Regions from separate parts of the Mus musculus genome. Here region 1 is linked to region 2. A link is a contact called in public promoter capture Hi-C data. All regions are on one chromosome and are shown on one strand. Each heading gives the region's core, a stretch centred on a gene start, on an enhancer-like site or on the middle of the called end of the contact. The rest is flanking DNA. Distances are from core to core; before and after follow the strand shown.

The links. Capture Hi-C pulls out chosen DNA fragments and counts their contacts.
Region 1: a contact with region 2 is called in a promoter capture Hi-C map of adipose tissue. The contact joins two enhancer-like sites. A contact is called at or near these places in 2 of 484 Hi-C or Micro-C datasets (embryonic fibroblasts and uterus), 2 of 115 datasets of contacts at active chromatin or transcription factors (microglia and thymic regulatory T cells) and 2 of 9 other capture datasets (adipose tissue and liver).

Annotation. Positions count from the first base shown.
Region 1 is chr1:106,312,388-106,318,612 of GRCm38.p6, reverse strand. All of the region lies in intron 3 of Phlpp1 (PH domain and leucine rich repeat protein phosphatase 1), which reads right to left. Among named protein-coding and RNA genes, the nearest start is that of Phlpp1, 140 kb to the right of the region's middle. Within about 2 kb of position 1,467, at least 102 of the 459 cell types and tissues checked have an H3K27ac peak or open chromatin away from gene starts, as enhancers often do. A contact at or near this core is called in adipose tissue and liver, where this site is marked.
Region 2 is chr1:106,196,297-106,202,136 of GRCm38.p6, reverse strand. The region is part of intron 1 of Phlpp1 (PH domain and leucine rich repeat protein phosphatase 1); the gene reads right to left. Among named protein-coding and RNA genes, the nearest start is that of Phlpp1, 27 kb to the right of the region's middle. Within about 2 kb of position 2,251, at least 95 of the 459 cell types and tissues checked have an H3K27ac peak or open chromatin away from gene starts, as enhancers often do. A contact at or near this core is called in adipose tissue and liver, where this site is marked.

The DNA.
Region 1 (6,225 bases), core at 218-2,717, 120 kb before region 2:
TCCTACAGGTGGTTTTAATCAAGAAAACAATACAAAACAAAAACAAGTAAGAGGATTATGAACAAACTGACACAAGAGTTTAAAGGAAATACACAACCATGCACTAGACAGGAAGACAGATGTGGTGTGTGCTGATTTCAGTGAGATAACTACACATTGATTGTGCTTTGCCTCATGTAGATGCTTCGCACAAAACAAAAAGTCTATCTAAATGATTATCCAGATATCCACTGCCCTCCTCGTTAAATAATCCCTACCAAGACCAGGATCCCAGCGCTACAAACCCAGATGCAGGCTGCAGAAACAAAGTGCTCTGGGTAAGCTCAGTTCTTCAGGAATTACAAGCCCCATTTATAATGAAAGTGAAGAGATTTAGCCCACTTCAAATATCTTGGTTCTGTCTGATAGCAGATGTTGTAACATCAGAGTTCTAAGCCTTTGCCTAACTTAGTTTTACTTTGCAAAAAAAAAAAAAAAAAAAAAAAAAGAGAGAGAGAGAGAGAGAATAAATGAAGGAAGGAAGATTTTACTCTTTATCCTTGATCACCCTGATGTACTGTACTGTTACCGAATTCCAGCTTTCCCCTAACCCAGAAGAGGCAGAGCAGAGTCCTGGGAATGTGGCTCTAGGCCCAGACGGCACAGATTCTCATCTAAGCACCACAGCCTCTCCTCTGCGCTGAGATAGACAGACAGATCATTGATCTCTTCTGAGACTCGGCTTCATGTCTATGTAGCAGTATTAAAATGGCACCTAGTCCTACCTTCATAGCTCAGAAAAACCATCAATAAATGCTGCTATTATTTTTATTGCTGCTGCTACAAAATAGAATTACTCATAGTTTATATTCACTAATTCCCAAATTTATGCATATTTATTAGAAGTAAATTTACAAAAAACATTCTGCTGAGGTCATACTTGAATTCAAGATAAATTACACTGTACATATGAAGCAGAAAGATGCTGTTTACAAAGGCTCTGATACAGAAGGTCTGAGTTGGCACTTCAGCATTCTCAGCTTCCCTTGAATTTACACCATTAAAAAAGAAAACCCCAAAGACAGCCAAATTCCTGATGTAAACCAAGAAGATCTAGAGCTTGTAGGGACAGAACGCTTTTCCTTGTTCACTGAAACAACCACACTGAGTACTCACTATGACCCTCCGATGCTGGGCAGAAAAGAGGGTCTACAGCCCACCTCTCAAGTCCTTCAGCCACCTACACCAGCTTGCCTCCGGCCTACCTAGCACACTGTTCCCTTGGAGACTACTTAGAAGAGAACAAGTTTTATTTTAATAGAAGTCTAACACTGTTCCCTTTGGACAAAGAGAACATGATTAAACGACAAGTTGTCCTTGCTCCATTCCTCATTCTAGACTAAAAGTTGTTACTGCTGGAAGCAGGAGGAAGTGGGCACAGGAACAGGATAAGATCAGCCAGCACAGTCTCAAGGGAACCACAGTGCAAACAGGAACATCTAGAGTAATACCACGAGTCCAATATGTAATAGCCATGGGGCAGGGAGCAACCCAGGAGACCACAAAGGCTACCACAAGCTTCCCCTGGGAACAGACCATATCCTGGACCCCAAACAAAAGAAGTGAGTACATCAGCATAGACCAGCCAAGGCACATCTCATCCAAAAGAGAAAAGCACTGCTCCCAAAGAAGGAAAGCTGGACATCCAACCAAGAAGCTGTGCTCCACATACACAGCTGCTATTAAAACTCACATCCTTCCCACAATCTACATACACAGGAACTATTAATAAGAAAGCCACCCGGGTGCATCTCAGGGCAAGCAGCGTTCTTTCCCAGCTTCCTTTCCCAGTATTTGTAAGTTATTGTTATAGAAAGGAAGTGTGGCCCTGAGGAGAGCTGAAGATAGAATATTGAGTTTAATTTCCAACAAACTCCATATAGTGAGACTCAACCCCTGCCTTTAACTTCAAGGTTAAAGTAAATTGAGCTTCAGGCCACAGCCTGGGCCCAGGGTGTGAACAAGAGCCTGCACTATTAACCACATGAATCAGGCCAGGGCCTGGACACTGTTAGATTTCACCAGGAAACAAGGGAAGAAGGAAGAACATTCTCCTAACTCTCAGGAAAATGGTATTGTAACCAGAACCCAGAAAAGCAGTTCCTAGAAGAAATGTAATCTTAGGTGTGGAAAAGAAACAGTAACAGGTTGTGGATGCTCCTTGAGAGAAACAGAGACCATCTGCTAAGCAAACAGATTCCACACAAAGGGTGACATCCATCTGGTGGGACCTTCATTCTTGACATCACGGCTCTGTGCACTCCAGCCCCAAATTCCTTGTCACACTGAAGGACAGTGATTCCCCAGTGAATAACTGAGAAGCATCAAATCAAACTTTAGAAGTCCATAAGAAAGGTACAATCAATCAATCAATCAATCAATCAATCAACGCTATGAAAAATCTAGAAAGTAAAAGAAACTACCCTATGTGGAAAATGCCTACCACCCTTGTTATGGAAGGGACTTCTCAAGGATCTCACATTTGAAACATAAATCTCCCTTTGGCAGAAGCTACTGTAACATACATTACACCAGCCAACTATAAGCCACAACACTGCTGCTCAAGAACAGTATGTATAAGAAAACTTTTCTAGTCATCTGGCTTTCGACAAGTCACTTCATCTCTCCACCCATCAGTTTCTTCATCTCTAAAGTGGATCGCCTAATACATACCTGATTAATATCAATATACCCTTCTCATTTAAAAAATGTTTTTAACCTTTTATTTATATTTTATCTGAAATGTGTGTCTACACACATGTGTGTGCTGGGTTCCTTAGGACTGGAGTTACAAACAGTTGTGAGCTTCCATGTAGAACCTGGAAATTGAAACCAGGTCCTCTGGAAGAGAAACTAGCGCTCTTAACCATTGAGCCACCTCATCTGTCCCTTCCATTCTCATTTTTAAAACTCAAGAAAGGCTCAGCAAGATCACTACTATACCTAGTCCATATCCCCATCATCTTGAGCAATTATACAAACAATGTAAATAGATTTGACCTTTAGATCAGTTCAAGATAACTATAGTCTAAAACATGATTTCTAATCTGCATTGACAATTAAAAAAAAAAAGAACTGGAGAGATGGCTTGGGAGTTAAAGAGCCTTCCTTCAATGTTTCTGCAAGAGATCTAAGTTCAGTTTCTGCACCCACACATGATACCTCACAGACACCTGTAACTAAATCCAGAGAATCTGACATCTCTAGAATCTCCATTAACACACACACACACACACACACACACACACACACACATAAATAGATGAATAAGTAACAAGGCTGATTAGAGTCAGAATGAACAAAACCTGTAATATATTAATATAAATATGAATTCTAACCATCTATTCAAATCGCCATCTTTTGCAAATGTCTTGTAAATATATACAATGGGAAAAGTACATTTAGTTCTCAAAATATTTTCTTCTAAACACTATGGGGTTAAGATATTAACAAGAAAATCAAAAATTTAGAAATAATAGAATTTCATACATTCACTAAAATGTGACACACTCTTAAACTGTGTCTCTCCCTACCCTTAGGACTCTCGGGCCATTAACTCTTTCTGCCAAGTCTAGCTGAGCTACATTTCTACATCAGAATTCCTGTCCTTGCCTAACCTGTATCTGTCATGATTCCCAACCATCACCCCCTTCCCTGTGATGGGATTATCAGTCTCATCATGTTGACAGCTGCTCAGTGGATAATCATCTTCCTTAGGCAAGGAAAGGTCACAGCAACATTCATGTGACATTTAGTACCCTCTATATTTTAGAAAAGTCAACTCTAGCCTTTTTATGTGCATAGTATGCTCAAATTCAAGCAGAATGACTGAAAGCCTTGGTCGAAGCAGCTGAAATAGCACAAAGAATTCTGCACATAAACGAGAAGACGGTTGTGACTTAGCATGAGTCACTAACAGCTCTGGTCCAACCTTGAGTGCTTTAGGAAATGATGTCCCTGGCTAAGGAGACAGCCTCTGTGAGTTCACTCGGCTTTGGGAAGGATGCTCAACTTCAGCTCATCTAGTTCTAACACCCCTACCCATCAATGCTTTGGAAAAGTAGGAGCAGAATAAAACTTGTTAATCATTCTCAGACATTCTAATACTTTTCTTGTTCCAGCTTTACACTCAGCAGCGCCATCTCTGCTAATTCCCACTGCTTCATGACATGCAATCATTTCTTTCCTCACACTGTATGAAATGTATTTGCCCCAGAACTTTCACAGTGACATTAAATTACTCAATGCTAATTCTCACTTTATAAATTCTGCGTAACTACAGATAGAGAATAAAGTTAATTAAAAGACTTTTGTGTGAATGTTACTGTTTCTTTTTCTTTTCTTTTCCTTTTTTCTTTTCTTTTCTTTTTTTTTTTTTTTGAGAAAGTCTCACTGTGTCCTAATAAAAGTAGCATTTTAAGCTACTAGTTTTAGATGAAGCAAATTTTACATAGAATTTAAATACTTTAACATTCCTTTCCTTTAAAAGGTTCAATGATTTGGAGTCATATGAGAAATAAAGTATGTAATTTATCCTCCATTCTAAATTATTAGCAGTTATGGCATGTAAAAGCAATGAAGGCAATAGCAAAATCCAGAGACACAGAGAGACAACATACAAAAATTAGAGATCTGCAGCTGGAGCTGACACTGTCACACAGCCCTCTATACCCAAATCCCACAGGGACAGAGCTGGTCTCCCAAGATTGCTGACAAAACCTGAGAACACAGGTAAGATCACCACTTCTGCTCAAATACTTAGCCCAAGAGGGACCCGCCCAGAGGCCTCAGGACACAAGAATGGAGGAGCAGCATTTGCACCCTGAGATTACCCTGTGTCACAGCTCTCCATAACCAAGCTCGGGGCTGAAAACAACCAAGTAGAAACAAAAAGAACTATACAAAGAATCAACAAAACCAGGAGCTGTTTTTTTGAGAAAATCAACAAGATAGATAAACCCTTAGCCAGACTAACCAGAGGGCACAGAGACATTATCAAAATTAACAAAATCAGAAATGAAAAGGGATATATAACAACAAAAACTGAGGAATTTCAAAAAAAATCATTAGATCTTACTACAAAAGGCTATAATCAACAAAACTGGAAAATCTAGATGAAATGGACAATTTTCTAGACAGATGTCAAATACCAAAGTTAACCCCCCTGATAAACAGTCCCATAGCCCCTAAAGAAATAGAAGCAGTCATTAAAAGTCTCCCAACAACAAAAAGCCCAGACACAGAGGTTTAGTGCAGAATTCTATAAGACCTTAAAAGACTTAATAACAATACTCTTCAAACTATTCCATAAAATGGAAACAGAAGAAACACTACAGAATTCATTCTATGAAGCCATAGTTATACTGATAACAAAACTACACAAAGATCCAACAAAGAAAGAGAACTTCAGAACAATTTTCCTTATGAATATTGATGCAAAAATATTCAATAAAATTCTTGCAAACTGAATCCAAGAACACATCAAAATGATCATTCACCACAATCAAGTAGGCTTCATCTCAGGGATATGGGAATGGTTCAATATGCGGAAATCCATCAGTGTAATCAACTACCTAAACAAACTCAAAGAAAAAAATCACATAATCATTTCATTAGAGGCTGAAAAGGCATTTGACAAAATTCAACAATCTCCCTATCTATTCAATATAGTACTTGAAGTTCTCGCCAGAGCAATTCGACAACAAAAGGAGGTCAAAGGGATACAAATTGAAAAGGAAGAAGTCAAAATATCACTATTTGGAGATGATATGATAGTATACTTAAGTGACCCCAAAAATTCTACCAGAGAACTCCTACAGCTGATAAACTATATCAACAAAGTGGCTGGATATAATACTACCTCAAACGAATCAGTGGCCTTCCTATACTCAAAGTATAAACAGGCTGAGAACGAAATTAGGGAAATGACACCATTCACAATAGTCACAAACAATATAAAATATCTTGGTGTGACTAACCAAACAAGTGAAAGATCTGTAGGACAAGAACTTCAAGTCTCTGAAAAGAAGAAATTGAAGAAGACCTCAGGAGATGGAAAGATCTCCCATGCTCATGATTGGCAGAATTAATATAGCAAAAATGGCCATCTTGCTGAGAACAATCTACAGACTCAATGCAATCCCCATCAAAATTCCAACTCAAATCTTCATAGAGTTAGAAAGAGCA
Region 2 (5,840 bases), core at 1,002-3,501:
TCTGCAGAAGGCAAGATGGAAGAACAGCAGTTCAGGACAGCTGCAGTGGTAGACAAGGCGGTGGAGGCAGAGAGCTAATCACATGTAACAAATGCTTTAATCACAGTCTTTACTGAATCTGTAATAAGTGACAGCAAGGAAATAACCAGCCAAGCCACCTCCAAAAGTGTTGTTCTGAAGAAAAAGTAATAGCCTGAGGTTCAAAAGGCACTGTGGTTTCTTCTCCATAAGAAATCATTAAAATCTACCAAGTTTTCCAATTAAACTTGCAAGCAAAAAAAAAAAAAAAAAAAAAAAAAAACCTAAACTTTTTAAAGCCAAAACCATAAACCACACTGCTATTAGTCTAATTTGTGAGAAGATAAGTCAACAACCACAGTACAAGTCGCAGCATGCGTTAGCAGGGTCAATTGAAGTTGAAAACCTGGGTTACGGTGTGCAATTGCAGTCATTGATGCTGTAAGAGAACCGTGACACATGAGACTCTTAAAGTCCCACTACGTGCTAGGGCACCCAAATGAAGGTACATGCAGTATCTCTCATAGACTCCTCTGTTAAGAACCTGGTCCCCTGCTAAAGGGTTTTGGGATGTTATGGAAACTCTGGTTGGTAGGGCCTACCTGAAGGAAGTAGGTCACTAGGAGTAGGTCCTTGGGGGCTATATCTTGTCCCCAGCCCATTTCTGTCTCAGGACATGATCTCGAAGGGAAATATCACACCATAATAACATGGAGAACATGTACAAATAAACTCTTCATTTTTTATGTTGCCCTAGTCAGGCTGTTCTCATAGCAATAGGAAAGTAACTGAGACTGGAGAGATGGCTCAGTGGTCAAAAGCATCAGCTGTTCTTCCAGAGTACCCGGGTTCAATTTCACCCACTAACAGCTGAAGTTAGGTCCAGATCCAGGGTCCAAAACACTTCTGACTTTTGTGGACACCAGGCACACACACTGAGCACAAACCTACATGCAGACAAAGCACCCATACACACAAATAAAATCTTAAGAAAAGAAAGTAACTAATATACCAGCAGTCCACAGCAGGCAGAGGGGAGAACCAGGAGAGTCTGAGGAAGTTTATAGTCTATCCACAGTGAAACAAGAAAGAAACAGTTACCCAAATAAGGTAGAAGGCAAAGACCAATGTCATGCTCTGACTTCCACGTGTGCACTCTGGCACACAGGCACCTCCACACATCACACAGATAACACGTGAGCATATAAATAAACACACACTCTCACCCACACACTTTTTTTAAAAAATATAAGAAACCTTTACACTTAAACTGACCCAATTACCCTGATATTTAGAGAAAACACTATATTTCAAAGTAGATTCTAAGTTGACTACCTGTTCATAATCAACAAGAGGGAAGGAGGGAGGGAAAGAGGAAGAGAGGAAGGAAGGAGGGAGGAGAGGAGGGAGGGAGGGAGGGGAGGGAGGGAGGGAGGGAGGGAGGTAGGGAGGGAGGGAGGGAGGGAGGGAGGGAGGGAGGGAGGGAGGGAGGCAAAGCAAAGCTCCACTGGATCACCATCCAGAACTATGGCTAGGTAGACTGGTCTTGAGGATGCAGAACACACGCATCACTTATTAACTCTGGGAAGTCACTGCCAGCAGCTTCTCAAACAACTAAATGATTCTCTTCCTCCCCACTTCACAGAGCACAGTTCTGCACCCACTGCTGAAAGACGGCATATTCCAAACCAGACCTAGGATAACATCTACTGTCACACTTTGCAAGGAGGAAGACGCCATCTTTGACCTCCTTTTCTTCTCATCCAGACTTTAAGATGCTTGCCTGAGTCCCTGGCTTCTCCTCCCCTACCTTCACTGCTAACACAACCTAAGGAAACAAACAAACAAGCCAGTCCTTTAAGTACATGCAGTTGGAAGAAATAAGTCCTCTGGAGCACATCGCCATCTATTCTTCCCATGCCTGCTACTCTCATCTGACCTCCGAGTGTTTACGAATAGAGCCCAGAAGGAGACACATTTTCTGTTATATTCCAGGAGTTATCAATCCACTGGGTCATTTGAGAATCTCCTTTAGAGCTACCTTCCTGAGTTTGCTTTTTGTCTGCAGTTTGGTTTTGTTTTAAGGGACAGAGCAGGAAACAGAAAAGGGAAAAGAGATCCTCATAGCGCCCCATCTTGCCCCTCCCCCCACACCACCCCAAATGACTGTGAGAACTTCCTGAAGTGAGAACACTATGAATAGGGTCTGGCACGCAGACAGGAAAGATACTGCAGGCCTAGGAATGCTCTGAATAAGGCTTCTATGCAGCCATGAAACTAAAGGGATTCAGGCAACACAAAGGGCCCTGGCTTGTTAATGGATTCAGTCCTTTATTTTGCAGTATAATTAGACTGCATACAAATGAAAGCCTTTTCCAAGGGGCTGAACTGAGCTAACAAGGCCATGTCTCCTCTCCATGCTTGCCCTTCTCCCCGTGAGCTGATGTTGTTCTACTCTTAGACAAACACTTTGGGAAGACATTACCAGTTATAATAATTTAATCTGCCCTCCTGAAGAAGTATAAATCATTCTTTACACATTTGGGCTTTATTTCTTTAAAAGTTCTCACACAATTTGTTTTAGAGACCATGTTCTGACAGGGCAAAGATTATTCTATTCCCACAAACATTCCACACGCCTCACACTTTACAAAATAGTAATAATTATTATTAATAACAATATATTCTCCAAGCAATTCTGCCTGCAAGGCTTATACAAAAGTCCACCAACTTTTCAGATGAGCAGCTGCCCACAATTCACTCCGGGTCACTGACATCGGGGTCAGTACTCAAAACACAAATGATAGGTGACCCAGTTTTTCACTTGCTTTTTCGCTTTGTTTTGTGTTACCTGTCTCTCTGGGTATCTGAGAAATGGTACTGATGGTGAGGACCAGCAAGGTGACTCCACTGTCTGTATGGAGCTACAATGGAAGAACAGAACCAACTCCTGCAAGCTGTCCTCTGACCTCAACACATCAGTCTACATAACATGTGCTCATAAAATGCAATGCTACAGTTAATAAGAATAAGAAAGTGAACAAGCCCACAGATGAAGTCACAGTGTCACTTGCCTGTGCCTCTGTACTCTAATTCATTTTCTTTCTTTTTGTTCTCCCACTAAGGCCTTCCCCTAGAAAAGGATTGATTTTATATCTAAAACTTAAAGGAAAGCAGCTTTTTTTTCGTGTAGCAAAAATCAAATGTACTAATGAATTACAAAAAAAAAAAAAGTGGAGAAGCTAGGAGCTTATTAAAATATCTCTAAATTAGAACTATAGGATAGCATCTTTCCAATTAAGTTATGCAACTAGCTAGAAACACAAGAAAAATAGGTAATAAAGGCAAATGGTAAGAATCTAACAGAAATCTAGAGACACACTGAAATGAAGAAAACTTGCTTAAACACTGCAAAAATGGCAAAACTGCCATATTTTTTAAGACAAATGGTACTTTCCTTTTCCACTGTATTTATCAAAATGGAGTGGTTGTATTAACACCACACGCAGCATCCCATGTGCTGAACAAGTGGGAGGAGGGAGAAACAGTCGGAAGTTTCCAATGGATACACTACAAGCCTCGTGAAGGCAATTACTATGTCCCACTCACCACTGTGCCCATGGCACACTTGTCTACACACGGCCACAACCAACGCTACTTATCAGAAAAATAAAAGGGTGGAAAATGAGTGTTGGGTGAATTCTGTCACTGAAGAAATGTTACATGCCGACTCTCCATATGGCAGAGTTACTAGCAGTTAGGGTTAAGCCTATTTGCACAATTATCAGAAAAATACTAAACAAAACAATTTAAAGCTGGAAAGATTTGGTTGAGCTCAATTTCCAAGTTTCAACTGGCTTTCTCTGCTGCACTGAGTCTTCGCTACACTGAGTTTCCGCTGCACTGAGGCCTCCAGCAAAGCAGAAACACCACGGCAGTGGGAACATATGGAGCGCTTTGTTCATCTCCGGGTGGGCAGGAAACAGTGAGGAAAATGGATTGTGGACCAGATATAAAGTTCAAAGACATGTACTTAGTGACTCTACCTCCCAATTAGCTTCCATTCTGTAAAGTTTCCAGAACCTCTCAAAATACTGCTATTAGCTAAAGACCAACATTCAAGAGATGATCCCATGGGTACACTCATATCTAAACCATAATGAACTATCTGACAAAGTAGGAACATTTTATTAGGGTTCTCTAGAGTAAGAGAATTTATAGAATCTCTCTCTCTCTCTCTCTCTCTCTCTCTCTCTCTCTCTCCACACACACACACAAACACACACACAATCACACACACAAAGGGGATTTATTAGAATGACTTATAGGCTGCAGTCCAGCTAATGCAACAATGGCTGGCTGTGAACAGAAAGTCCAAAAATCCAGTAATTGCTCAGGCCTCAAGGCTGGGTGTCTCAGATGGTCTTCAGTATAGGCTAGAGTCCCAAAGACATAGTAGGCTCTAAGGCCAATGAAGGAATGGATATGCTAGCCAGGCAAGGGCAAGCAGGCAAAGAGCAAAACCCTCTTTCCTCCATGTCTTTATACAGGCTTCCAGCAGAAGGACTGGCCCAGATTAAAGATGGATGTCCATACCAAAAGTGGACTTACCTACTTCAAACCAAGCAAAAAATCTCTCATAGACTGCAGTTCATTCCAGTTACAGTCAAGTTGACAACCAACAGTTACCATCACACTCATTTACATTTGAGGAAAGCACCCATATTTTCTTGTTTTCTAGTAATTACTATATAAGGTAATCCAGAAGCCAGGCAATTCTGTCTTCCTCTTGGGAGCTTAAAGAAATCCAGCAGTCAGCTATAGAGTCTGTCTCTATAGACACTAGTCTGTCACTAAAACTGTTATTTGCAAATCATATGGTAATTCAGCTTCTAACCTTTAGTTTAATTTGTAATTTTCTTCCAATTTATGAAAGCTCATCATTGATACTGTATGGCAGAACGATTAACTAACATTTATCATTTGTAACTAATTTTTCTAAAAATATAGTCACAAGGGGCCAGTCCACAGCTCAGTTGGCAGAGCCTAGCATTCATGAAGCCTGAGTTTGGTCTCCAGCACTGCATGCACACCTGTAATCCTAGCCCTCAGGAGGCGGGAGCAGAAGTATCAGAAGCTCAAGAGCATCCTCCACTATACACCAAGTTCAAGGCTAGCCTGGGATATATGAGACCCTGCTACAACAATAAGGATAGAATCACAAAAAGGCAGCAATTATACCATTAAGGATTTCCCTTTCAATTAAAAATCCCCCACAGATTTAATGGACCAATGATTATCACTTCAATTCTGAAGATGCTTTGAAAATGGAGCATTTTATTGAGTATGAATGCTATTATTAAAATCTGACTCAAAATACCCTTTAATTTCTTTCAGCATCACAGCTCCTCCCAGTAATAGTCCCCAGCTCTGTATAAAGGTATCAGTGTTCAGTAGCTTACAGTTTCTCACACCCATACACACCACTCAGGGACTCGAAAGCGGAAACACCCTTCAAAGGCAACAGGTAAAGATCACAATAGTAAGCATGCAATGGCTTCTAGTTTCTTGATGGGATGCTAGTTTGTGCATGGTCTGGAGTCATTCAAACTACATTTGCATATATTACTACTAGGTAGTAGAAAGTCTGGTACTGCTACTGGTAGCATGCTTCATTTCTGATTCTCAACCATGATAAGTAAATATTCTCGGACAATGTGTAAGAACCTGACCTGGTCCACCCTTTTGATTAAAGGAGGTCAGAAGACATGCAGATCTAACAGCTACTCAAAAAGGAAAAGAAAATCTCAAAAGTTTGTTCA